Regions from separate parts of the Mus musculus genome. Here region 2 is linked to region 1. Evidence: chromatin contacts called from public Hi-C data. All regions are on one chromosome and are shown on one strand. The core of a region is the stretch at or near the end of the contact, and the rest is flanking DNA. Distances in the headings are between cores, read along the strand shown. Region 1 holds the start of Fgfr2 (fibroblast growth factor receptor 2). Region 2 has its middle 22 kb from the start of Gm33771.

The links. Hi-C and Micro-C count contacts between places; a contact is called where the count stands out from the background.
Region 2: a contact with region 1 is called in a Hi-C map of stem cell-derived neural stem cells, with 2.8 times the contacts expected there. The contact joins the enhancer-like site here to the promoter of Fgfr2 in region 1. A contact is called at or near these places in 2 of 39 promoter capture datasets (the 3T3-L1 cell line and hippocampal neurons), 36 of 484 Hi-C or Micro-C datasets (the AML12 cell line, the HPC-7 cell line, the Patski cell line and 20 more), 10 of 115 datasets of contacts at active chromatin or transcription factors (embryonic forebrain, embryonic hindbrain, embryonic midbrain and 5 more) and 3 of 9 other capture datasets (adipose tissue, liver and pancreatic islet).

What each region holds. Positions count from the first base shown.
Region 1 is chr7:130,264,252-130,270,223 of GRCm38.p6, forward strand. It overlaps Fgfr2 (fibroblast growth factor receptor 2), which reads right to left and starts at 2,557. Exons shown (of 18, transcript NM_010207.2): 1 at 1,543-2,557. RefSeq lists a promoter at 1,890-2,115.
Region 2 is chr7:130,365,383-130,371,354 of GRCm38.p6, forward strand. No RefSeq gene overlaps it. Among named protein-coding and RNA genes, the nearest start is that of Gm33771, 22 kb to the right of the region's middle. Within about 2 kb of position 3,574, at least 47 of the 459 cell types and tissues checked have an H3K27ac peak or open chromatin away from gene starts, as enhancers often do. A contact at or near this core is called in astrocytes, brain, neural progenitor cells and 2 more, where this site is marked.

The DNA.
Region 1 (5,972 bases), core at 1,307-3,806:
ATTTAAGGCAAGCCCTTGGGGGAGGGGGGCGGTGCGACGGGTACTGCTACCTTAAAGGGTAGTTCCAGGATACCTCAGCGGGCAGAGCAATTGGCATTTTGTTCTCAAGTGGATTACTCCTGGGAGAAGTCAACACTCCCAGGTTAATACTAAATGTAGCCTCTCTACCCTGGTTCAAGGCTCCCTTACTTCTCCACGGGGCTGAATAGGGAAGGGAGCTGTCATGGGCTCATGGGGGGGGGGGACACCAAGGGGGGGCCCTAAACACAACGAAACCCCAAAAATATAAGCTGTCGTAAGTAAGACCATAATCCCTGACCTACTCTTTCAGTGGGTACTCCAAGCAGTTTGGGGTGCACATCGCCACCCCACTTCATTGTAGCATTTCTTTCATTTGTCAGCCTGAAATATCCTGTTTTGTCCCACTTCTTGGGGCGCTAAAGAGCTCTGAGAAATCTGCATTTTAATTGACATTCCAACGAGAGCGAGAGGGGCGCCTGATTGCTTTTCTATTCAAACTAAACAGGCTTTTCAGATGAAAATGAGTCCAGGCTGGTGGAAGATTTACAGGGATTTGGGACGCTTGGGACAATAGAGTTTTAAATGTTGATAGCGTTTCACACCAAACACATAATGGGTGCCGTGGATTTGAAAGCAAGTCTGCCTTTAAGGGTAGATTTTATTGAACTGGGGGGTGAGGTGGGGGGGAGAAGGAAGGTCTTGGGAAGTTTGCAGGGGCACGGAGCCGAAGCCGGCCTCCCGCGCCTGCCCCCTGGCCGCGAGGGTGGAAGCCAGCGCCACGCAGGGCCCTCGACCGATTCCCCCGCGCTGAAAGAATGAGCGCGCAAGTTAGAACTCGCCTGTGCTTTCAACATCTCGGCGCGGCAGCGGTCGGAGCAGCTAGGCGAACTAGGAAAAGTCGGTCCAGTTCGCCCCCTAGCCCCAGGCGCGCGGCGATCCCTCCTGCGCCAACCGCTGTGGCTGGTGAGGGATGGCCAGCACCGGAATCCCGGACCAGAGCCACTGCCTCCCTAAAGGTGTCGTCCCGGCATCTCCATCCCTTTGGGGATGTTGCCTGACCACACTCCAGCAGTTTCTTCCCAAGAAAGGATCTCTCATAAGGGTTTGTGTAGTACCAGGCTGGAGCTTCCAGAATCCAAGGACCAGGCACCCCAAAGATGCCCTTCCCGAACCGCCTATGGGCTGTGCCACTGGCAGGCGGCCCCACGGCGCGCCGGCTCTGAGCTCAAAGGAACGCGCCCAGTAGGCAGGACTGTGCCCGCCGGAGTCTGACAGGAAAGGGGTGCCAGCGGCAGAGGCAGATGTCAGCATTGGGATGGAGGTGCTGAAAGAACTCCCCCAAAGCCAGCCATCCGCATTCATCCACTCCTCCATCACCAATACAGTCAGAGACTGACAGGGTGCGCCCCCAAATAGGTTTACCCGCGCCTTCCTCCCGGGGATCCTGCGCCCCCGCATCCTCCCACGGCACCCACTTTCCCGGCTGGCGAAGCTCCCAGAGGCGTTCGGCACGACGATTACCTTGAATGGCAGCGCTCCTCTGCGCTCGGTGCTGCGCCGGAGCCCAGAGTGGATCGGGATGGAGCAGGCGATGATCTCGGAGGAAAACTCCAAAAAGAGAACGATTCCTTGGGTAGCAGCCGGCGCCAAGGTTCCGAGGCTTCACGCGCGCCGGGGATCGCAGAACAGCTAGGACATGACACCGGAGCTGCTCTCGGATCTGGGCAGCAGCAGAAGAAAGGACTGGAGCTTGGCGTTGCCTACTCCAAACTTTGCTGGCGAGTAGTGAACACTCGCAGCGCTCAGGAACGCTGAGGCCCGGGGGCTCACGCCCGGCCCCCGCCAGCCCGGAGAGCAGTCGCCACGCCGGGCCAGGAACACACAGGCAGCCCCCGCGCCGGAGCTCTGGCGGCCGCGCGTTCGATCGTCCGTGCGCCCGTTCCGCGCCTGCCGCCGCCGCCGCTCGCCTCTCCCGGCTCTCTCCCCTCGCCGCCCGCGCCGCCGCCGCAGCCTCCTCGGGCGGGTCACGCCCCCCGCTGAAACCCGAGCCGTTTCCTGGACGGCGGCGCCCGCTCTGCCAATCAGCGCCTCGCGCTGGGGCAGTCCCGAGCCCCGCGCTGCCCCCGAAGCCTAGCAGCCGCAAAGAGACACCCGCCAGGCAGGCGAGGGGCCCCGCCGCGCTGCCCGCAGGGGTGCACAGATGACCTCTCGGAACCCTGTTGGTGAACGGCCTCTGTACGCCACTGCCCCAGTTCCTAGCCAGCTTTGGTGCACAGTGGATGCGTTACGTTGTTTTATGTCAAGTTAGGAAACAAATGACAGAATGCTGTGCAACTTCAGACACCTTAGAATAGGTCTGCAGCATACTGGGGCCAGACATTTCATGTCATGAAGCTTTGAGGGTGGAAGCAGCGGATGTTCGTGGGAGATGTTGCGTTGTCTTGTTCCTCTGAACAATAGACAGGGGACGAGTGTTTGGGAAACCCTCCTTTAGGAAGGGAACACGTGAATAGGTAATTGTACTTATCCGCACATCTGCCTGCAGAGTAACAGAACCAGATTCTGACAAGAAAACTGAAGATCGGAGAGGTTAACACAACCGGCTGCTGGATGAGCCCTTTAATGTGGCTGCCATGGGAAAAGGCAATCTACAACAGAAAACATCTTTAATAGTATCAATGTAGGTTAACATAAAGAAATCCAAAGGAGGGCTGGAGATGGATCAGCAGTTCAGAGTGCTTCCTGCCTTCTTAAAGGCCAAAAGCCAGTTGCTGGCTAAATATCAGTCCCTCACAATGGCCTGTAACCCCAGTTGCAGAGTCATCCAAAGCCTCTGGTCTCCTTAGGAAACTGCACTCGTGAACACAAAGATACAGGCATATAGTTTAAAAATAGAAATAAATATTTAAAAGAAAGTAGGGCTGGAGAAATGGCTCCGTAGTTTAAGAATACTGCCAGAGATTGGTTCAATTCCCAGCATCCACTTGGCTTGCTCACAATCACCTCTAAGTCCAGTTCCAGGAGTCCCGACGCCCTCTTCTGGCCTTCAGAGATACTGCATGCACAATGTGCAGACAGACATGCAGGCAAACATCCATACCAATCAAATAAAATGAAAATTAATTAATTAATTAATTAATGAGAGGGGGAAGAAACTTGAAAGAGTCTAGAGAGGTGTTGGAGATGTAGCCTAGTAGTAGAACGCTTGCCTTGCATGTACAAGGCCTGATCTCCATGCCACCTAAGAAAGAAACAGAGAAAGAAACAAAGAATCAGAAACAGAAAACACACTCACTCTACCAAAAACCAAGTCATCTGACCGTGAGCAAATTGGATTCTCTCCCTGACTCTTACACTCTTCTGTTGCAAAGCAGGATTCTTTAACTAAATGTCAGGCCGGGCTGTAATGATTGGCATCTCCCATTTGTCTCTCCCACTAGACTACCTTGAGATCATTTATCTTTCAGTACGCACTCCCTTTCTCTCTTTCATCCCTTGAGCAGTTGTGTTTAAAGTCAAGGCCATATAAATTGTAACTCTAGCACTCAGAAGTGTGAGGCAGGAGGATTGCCTTGTGTTTGGGGGCCAACTTGGTCTACATAGTAAGTTTGAAGCCAGCTACATTTTGTCTAAATAAATTGAATCTTAATTATTGGGTCAATTATTGAGGTCCCAGACCTCGCAGGATAAAGAGAAGTTCGGGAGCTTGAAAATGGTTTCAGGTACATGCTGAGTTTGTGTCAGCCCTGGGCTATATAAGATCCTGGCTCAAATAGGTCACTAAGTTCAGAAAAGCCTTAGACTCTCTCTGGTGCCTAAAGACAAACAAAGCCAGACAGTAAAGTCCACCTGGGACACAGGTTTGAAAGAGGAGACGTACCAGAATCCCTAATACTCTACCTTATGCCATTTACACACACGATTCCTCAGGCCCCACATGATCAGATCATCTTTGTTCACAGCATAGCCTGGGAAACTTATATGCACATCACTAAAAAGCAAGGGGTAGCAAATCCATGTTCAATGCCTCAGGCAAATACTTATGAAATTAGAATTTGAAAACTCAACAACAACAAAAATAACAGCCGGATTTCCAAACGAAATGATCTGTTTATGTCTAGTGGAAAGGGGTGTGTTTTGAATGAGTTCTGTGGCCTGGGTGGGAACACCTCAGCCAGGTTGACACTGAGCCATTCAGTGTCAATGTGTGCTCATTCCCTAACCTGAAGTCACAAGGGAATGGTCCTGCTCCAGGCTGGCACTTCTATCTTTATGATCCCCACTGATGAGAAACTCCGTGTCTCAGGACAGAGCTCTTTCCCTACTGCAGTGGGCCCACCAGCCATTGAAAATGAGGTTAACACATTCTCACATAAATTAATGGCCCAGGAAGCCGCTGTCCCTGTCTCCCCCACCCCATTCATCTCTAGCTTTATAGATGCTGAATAGGAGGGAAGCCCTTCCGCTGAAAACAAAAACACCTTCTTTAACTAACGTCAGAGGCAGCGTGCAGAATTTGTTCTGTATGAAGATGAAAAGGTAGCCACCGTCCAAAGGCCCTGATTGCCAAAGAGCACCTTTTTTTTTCCCCCAAGTTAGGAAAGCCACAAATCCACAATAGGAAAATTTTAAGTTTAAAAAAAATTTTTTTAAAGCATGCTTTGAATTTTTGAAAAATAAAAAAATTCATTTTGCATCATTTAGACTTCAAGTGACCTCAGTGGTCCAGGAAAGCTTTCCTCCCAGCCAGGCGTCTGAATGAGAAAATCATCTCTTTGCAGGATTTTTAGCCCCTCTCCCTTCTTCAAGTGGCTGGAACCCCTTTTGTCAATGGCCTCCCGTGAATGCTGTTACTAATAAGCCTATTAATGAGTTTCCACGGCCGAGTGTGAATAGGTAAATAGGGCCCGATCTGTTGAGGTTTTGGGGGTGAGGGCAGAAAAGCCAGCAAGAACTCAAGGTGACAGTTTGAACTGAAGGCAGCTAGGCGGCAGGTTTCAGCTGAAAGAAACCCCAGACAAGGCCACATTCTCCACCCTCCACCCCCTACGGGGCCTCCTTTCTTCCCAATTTCGCCCTTTTATAAAATGTCTTGAGTAGTCGCCCTTTTCTCTTTCCCCAGAAGGCCTCATGACGCCCCCTCCCCCACCCCTCTAGGAATGATATGTCAGTGGAATGAAAGGGAACTGAGGGCAGCAGAAACCAGCCATCCTATCCATCCTGAGGAGCAAACGGTCAGCGCATCCCTGGGAGAGAAGAGGAGGAAAGGGGCCGCTGGGTCGCTCTCTGTTGAGATTCGGATGTTTAATTTTAGACATTTGTGTTTTAATGGGTTGTGTCTCCTTCACCCTGTGGAAAAGCTGGTTGAACAAAGGCTGTGTAGGACTGCCAGTGTGGGCCTGGCTCCAGGCTTTCTGTCTTTACATGACATCTCTATAAGGTCCTAGGCACGGCTGAGTTCAAGCTCATGGTCCACAGCCAGGCAACGTGCTCCAGGATGAGAAAGGAACCCAATCAGTTTGTGGCATTTCAAATATATATTCATATACACATACACATATACCCTAGTGAAATGCCGTGTGTGTGTGTGTGTGTGTGTGTGTGTGTGTGTGTGTGTGTCCCTCCCCATATTCACACTGAATGTCATCCAGGATTCTAAAATATATATGAACCTACTTCCCTGGGAATATAGGAGATATAGGGACTATAGGGTCATGGCCAAACATAGTGGTGAATACCTGTAATCCCAGCACTCAGGAGGTAGAGACGAGAGAGTCAGAGGTTCAAGGACAGCCTCACGTAGAGAGCTGGGCTCCATGAGACTCTGGCGTACGAAGAGTAATGTCCTCCGAGTAGGAGCATCTCCCTTTAATGCCGAGGGGTTGTACTCTTCAATAGTGGGAGGCCGTGTGGCAGCTCCCACTTCTCTGTTAGGTCCTAGCATGTGTGAA
Region 2 (5,972 bases), core at 2,324-4,823, 100 kb after region 1:
CAGGCATAGCAAGGACAGGGCCCTCGGATGAGTGGACATCAGAAAGCTAGGTAGTCCTGACCATCGAGTCCTAAATGCTGAGGGGCTGGGGCTGTTCCATTGGCCACTCAGATGCGCATCCTCCAGCATTTAGCAGATGCTGATAGCTCTGGAATAGGGCAGTGTCATAACTAAAATTGTACCTTAGGCCACAGTAGAAGGTGGGTAACAGGAGGACACTGGGGCTTCCTATGACCTTCAAGAGGGAAGGCAAGGGAAAGAGAATGAAGGGGAGTTGAAGGAGGGGGAAGGACATGGTGTGAGACACAGACCTGGTCCATGGAGCTGCTCCGATATTGTGATCCCAGATTCCCACACAGGAGACTGCAGAAGCTCTGGGCTGTAAAACCTGCTCCCTCTTTAGCTTTTAGATTTCTTTGAGATTATGTCAGACGAACCGATGTCACAACCTCAAGACAAAATTGCAATATTCTTCATTCCATTCCCATCTCTCGTATCCATACGTCCATAGAATCTTCTGCCCTAAAGCTAGCAACAGAATGGCAGGTGGCCTTGGCACACTGAGGCTGGATGTCCCAAGAGGTAGGCATGCGGTTTTAGAATCCTATCTCAGGAACATGAGACTGCCAAATCTCTCTTGTCTCGTGTTGTACCACATTCAGTGCGCATGCGTGCTTACTGTTTATTTCCCTTGCTCTCCTTTCGTGGATGGTAAATTCCTCTGAGAGCAGAGCAGACACCACGTGATGTCCTTGTATGCTGAGATCTTGGCATAATGGTCCCTAAAGCAAGAAGTCAGTGAATGGTTCTTAGACTGGATCTAGTGGTACGTACCTATAATCCCAGCACTTCAGAGGCAGAGGCAGGAGGATCCAGAGTTCAAGACTATTCTCAACTACACAAACAGTTCTGGGTCCTCCTCGTCTACTCTGAGGGCCTGTCTCAAAAATAAAAAATAAATAAATAAATAAATAAAACTCAAACAAAAAGGAAAGTGATTCTTGAATGAAGATTTCAATTGAGCAGGTATGTACATTCATCTCATAGAAGTCCAGCGTATGTGTATGTCCCTGTGTGTCATCTGTCTGTCTGTCTTCCTGTCTGTCTGTCCTGCTCTATTCCTCACCACAACCAGTGCAAGAAAAAGGCCTCTAGTACTGATCAGTGTCTGGCCCTCCAGCTGGGTGGATCTTGCTCCATGCAAGGGGCATGGTTTCACGTAGTCTTGGTTAGGCTCAAAGTTGCTATAGTTCAAGGGTGACCTTGAACTTCTCTTCTGCCTCCACTGCCCAAGCGATGGGCCTACAAACGCGTGCACCAAACCCAGTGAAGACAATACTGTGGACTCAACCCATGGCTTTGTGTGTTCTAGGCAAACATTCTGTCAACAGCACTATGTCCCCAACCCTATAGGAGAATTTTGGAAAGACATTCTCTGTAATCCAAGTTTTTCTACATTGACTCCAATTTTAACGTACAGGAAGGATCTGTTATTTAATGCCCTCTTTACATATCCTCGTGCACAGTGAACAAACATTTTTAGTTATGAGCTTATCAGTGAGATATAATACTTTTAATAATCATTTCTATAAATTAATCAAGTCTGCTTAAAATTGGACCGTGCCTCCCTACTCCTGGACAACCCACAAGCTTTGCTTAGCAAGTATTTGTTTCCCTTGCTGGTTGATAGGGAGTAGGGGTAGCAGCGTGGACACAGTCTAGGATTGCCATATCTCAGAGCGTGCAGACTACAAGGCAGAAATATAACAACCTACTGGGGAGCAATCACCTCTGTAAGGACAATCAGTCAGGACAAAGAGTAGCCTGCCACTCTGCACACCCCCACAGTAGAGCTGTGGGCAGACAACCTGTCTCTAGGATACAGAATGTTGGTCCCTTCCACCCATGTAATTCATTCTCTATGCTGAAGTCACTCCCTAGTGTTAATTCCCACTACTCTTTCCATCACACACCCTCTGGTCCTCAGAGGGCCCAGCCAGGGGCAGGGCCTTGGTGACAGGCGATTATGCAGCTCCATGCATTCATAATTCAAAATAAACCCATCAAAACATTTGCTCTTACTTTTAACCCCATTGTGCCCTGAGTGGAAATGTTGAGACTCGCAGCAGAGATGGTGAATACGGCAGACAAAAGTTTTCCCACAGCCCACAGCCCCTTAAACAATCTAATCCCATTCAAGAGATTTGCGCCTGACCTGGGGGCTGCACTGGGGAGCTGGGCTGCTGCGGGTGGCCCCTCCTTGGATTACCAGGCTTTCTAGAGACCAGCTGCCTGTTGCCATAGTGATTTGGTTATAGAAGGGCAATGCACCTAACCTGGGTGCTTTTTCCCCCCACATGCTTATTAAAAGAAAGGAGAAAGTTTCCATTAAACTCTGGGCTGATTACATTTGGGAACTTAATAACGTTTGGATTCAAAGAACTTCCCATTGAACTGACCCCGGCAGGGCTCCGAGTCCACCAGGGGGGGAACAAACACTCCCGATGAGGCTTGGCATCTTAACCCTATTTAACATTTTAATTAAGAAGGGAAAATTTGGTGTCATTTGCTTTTCTGCTGTCTCCAAGAGCGGCAGGGGACTCGCTTGAGAATTCCCCCAAGAGTAGGCCGGAAAGAAATACATTAGCTAATTAGAGATGATGTGGACGTTGCTTGGTCATTTTGTTGGCCAACTTTCCTGTTGCCCTCTCTTTCTAGATAGATTCTTTGGACGGGGTTGGTGTGTGGAGCATAAGTATGGCTTCTTTTCCTTCATCTTTAAAAAATACCCTTTAACTGAGAATGGCATTGTTGCCTGCGTCTTTTCCCTCCACAGGGCCAGAACAAGGCGGGGCATACGAAGCTCCAGCCTCCTCCTGGGAGATGCCCAGAACTTAGAAACTTTAGAAAGCCTGTCCTCAGGCCCTCATTTCATAACCATCAAAACTCATTGTTTCCTTCGCATTTCTCTTTTTAGCCATGCAGGCACCATGGGGCTGATTCTTAGGATGACCCAGCTAAGGAGAAATCACTATCTCCCTGGGTTTGCAAATGAGCTTGTGAGGGAATTTAAAACAGTCCAAGAGAGGGACACTCGAGCTCAGGGGACCCCAGAAGTGTCTGGTGGGTCCCGGCAACACTCAGCCAGGGTTAGTAGAAATACTGATTTCATGAGAGGGCAGAAGAGGGTTTTATTGTACTTCCAACCCCAAATCCCAACAGGCAGAGGTCTCTCTATTTTATTTTGCTTTGTTGAAGGACTCCACCATATTTCCTATTCACCCCTTCATCCTGTCTCGGTGCTGAACCTGGGACCCCCTCCTGCCCCGTTTAGCCTGCTGTCTCCTTTAGGAGGGGCCGCAGAGAAGGTTCCGTGTCAGAATCTCTCACCTCTGGACCTGCAAGGGATGGAAAGTAACTGAAGTCTGTGTTAATTGCATTACGGCTGTGGCGTCTTTTCTAATGAAATGGTGGCTTTCTCCATGGCAACGGTGATTAGTACAAGCAGAATGGTGGGTCGTCCCCAGCCTGGCTGCCTGGGAAGTGACTACCACTTCACAGAACAATTCAGTCCAGAAAGACGTTTACTGTGCACAGTTTGCCTAAGCTGACTGCTCACGCTGCATTCCCCACAGCCCTATTCTCTCCCTCCCAGCTGGAGCCGGTCACAGACTTGTGACCCTGGGTTGGGGGGTGGGACAAAGCTGGCTAGAGCTGAGGTCCTGGGACAGAGAAGAAAGCTTTACTCTTGTTTAGGGGAGTGGGGAAGCAACCCCTCAGTATTTGCAGCTTGTCTCAGTTAAGTCAGCTCCAAAGAAGCCCCATGCTTCCTAATTAGTTTATAAAATGCACCCCATCCCCGTGCGCGCGCTCATACACACACACACACACACACACACACACACACACACACACACACACCAAGAAGGCTGAGAGGAGCAGGTAGACCCCTTTCCATCTGTGACTATCTTTATGTCTTATACGTTGTAGAGTGAGTAGTTTTCAAAGTTGGAAGGAAGTTTCTAGCGCTCTGGATGGAAGCAGAGAGAGTTGGGGAATCCTGGTTCTGCCGGGTGTAAAGGCTGGAACAGAACGCAAGAGGCAGCATTGTGGCTTCTCTAGGAGGTGGCGTCCTGGGCTCCCCTCACCCCGCAGCCCCTCACCACCAAGGTGAGCAAAGCATAAAAGCACATGCTCGCTCGGGGCACTGAGCACACGGTGGGTGGAGCGCCTCGCACACGGCCGGTGGAGCACCCGGCCCGGGCTACACCCATCAGAAGGCCCCTCAAGGTTGTCCCTCAGAAGCTGCGGTGAGGGAGGCCAGGGGGTTTCAGTTGTGGTTATCAAAAACAAAAACGAAAGCCTGAAATCGAGTGTGATGGCAACACCTAGATTCAGAATTACACGCAGCCAAGCTATGTTCTCAGCCTATCATAGAATCTTCTGCTATCTTCCTGATAGCTCTGGAGGCTGAAGACTTGGGTGTGAATGCTGCTCCAGGCACTCCGTTGAGTGTCTACTACCAAGGGACCAAGTCTCTCCAGGCCTTAGTTTCCCACTTGAAACAAAAGCACCTGCCTCTTTTGATCACTGAAAAGAGGTAGGAGAGTGCTTACAGGTGTTCTGTGGGCCGAGGAGATGTCTCAGCTGGGGAGGTGTCCAGCCATGCAAACCTGAAAACCTGGGTTCAGATCCGCAGAATGCACCTAAAAAGCTGAGTGTGGAGGTGTGACCTTGTAACCACTGTATTATGGGGCTCAGAGGGGGAGTGGATCCTTGCATCTCCTTATCTAGCCAAACTGGCAGAATCCAGACTATCCAAGTTAGCACACAGCCATTGAGAAAGACACCTGATGTCGTCTCTGCCTTCCATATACACAGGCAGGCTCATTTGGATGCATACCCCCACACTAACATCTGCACACACACACACACACACATCTCAAACAGTAATTACTATTATCACACAGAATAGTGCTTTGTTAAATTTGAACAGCCTTTAAGGACACAAAAGGGGGTTCCACTGCAATCCTAACAGCTTTCCTTATGCCTCAGAGAGGGAGGGCAAAGCTCCCTTCTCTAAGCACTTCAAGCCAAACAGAAAAGGTGTTTCTGGTTAGAAATGCAACCAAGACAGGCTAGGGAGGGAGGGAGGGAGCTCGATTATTTAAGTGGACCAGGGTACAAAACACCTTGTGGATTGTGTGGCAGCCTGCCTGTAATGCCAGCTTCCAAAAGCAGAACAGGGGACCCTGGAGCAAGTGGGCAGGGGAGACTGGTCACATCACCGAGGTCTAGGTTTAATGAGAGAACTTACCTCAAAGGAATGAGAACTTACCTCAAAAGAAGAGAAATTGAGGCCCATTCCTGACATCAGTCTCTGGTCTCAGAATAAATAGGTACACATATCCATGCATGTTCATACTGACACACAGGTGTGTGTCCACACATGCAAACACACATACAACACAAACACATAAAAAGAAGAAAAAGAAAACTCAAAGATATCCAAGCTCCAAAATGCAGTTTTGATGATCAGAAGATGCAGGGCAGTGGTTCTCAACCTGTGGGTCAGTGAAGGACCCTTTCACAGAGGTCTCCTGAGGTCACCGGAAAACACAGATAGTTACATTACAATTCATAACAGTAGCAAGATTTCAGTGATGAAGTAGCAGTGAAAGAATTTTGTGGTTTGGGGTCACCACAACATGTGAAAGTGGCTTAAGGGGTGGAAGCACTGGGAAGGTTGAGAACGTAGGATCTGAGAATGGTAGAAAGACCCTGGAGTGAACAGTTCAAAGCAGGGCCAAGAGCGAGGATGGTTGCTTCTGGCTTGAGCAGACCAGGCAAATTTCCCAGAGATGCTCACTTCTGTTTTCATTAACGAAGCTGAAAAGATAGCATACTTAAAAGAACTTACATGCTTGGATTTTCTGTGGAAAATAAAGATGCTATTTATACTGGCATAAAGT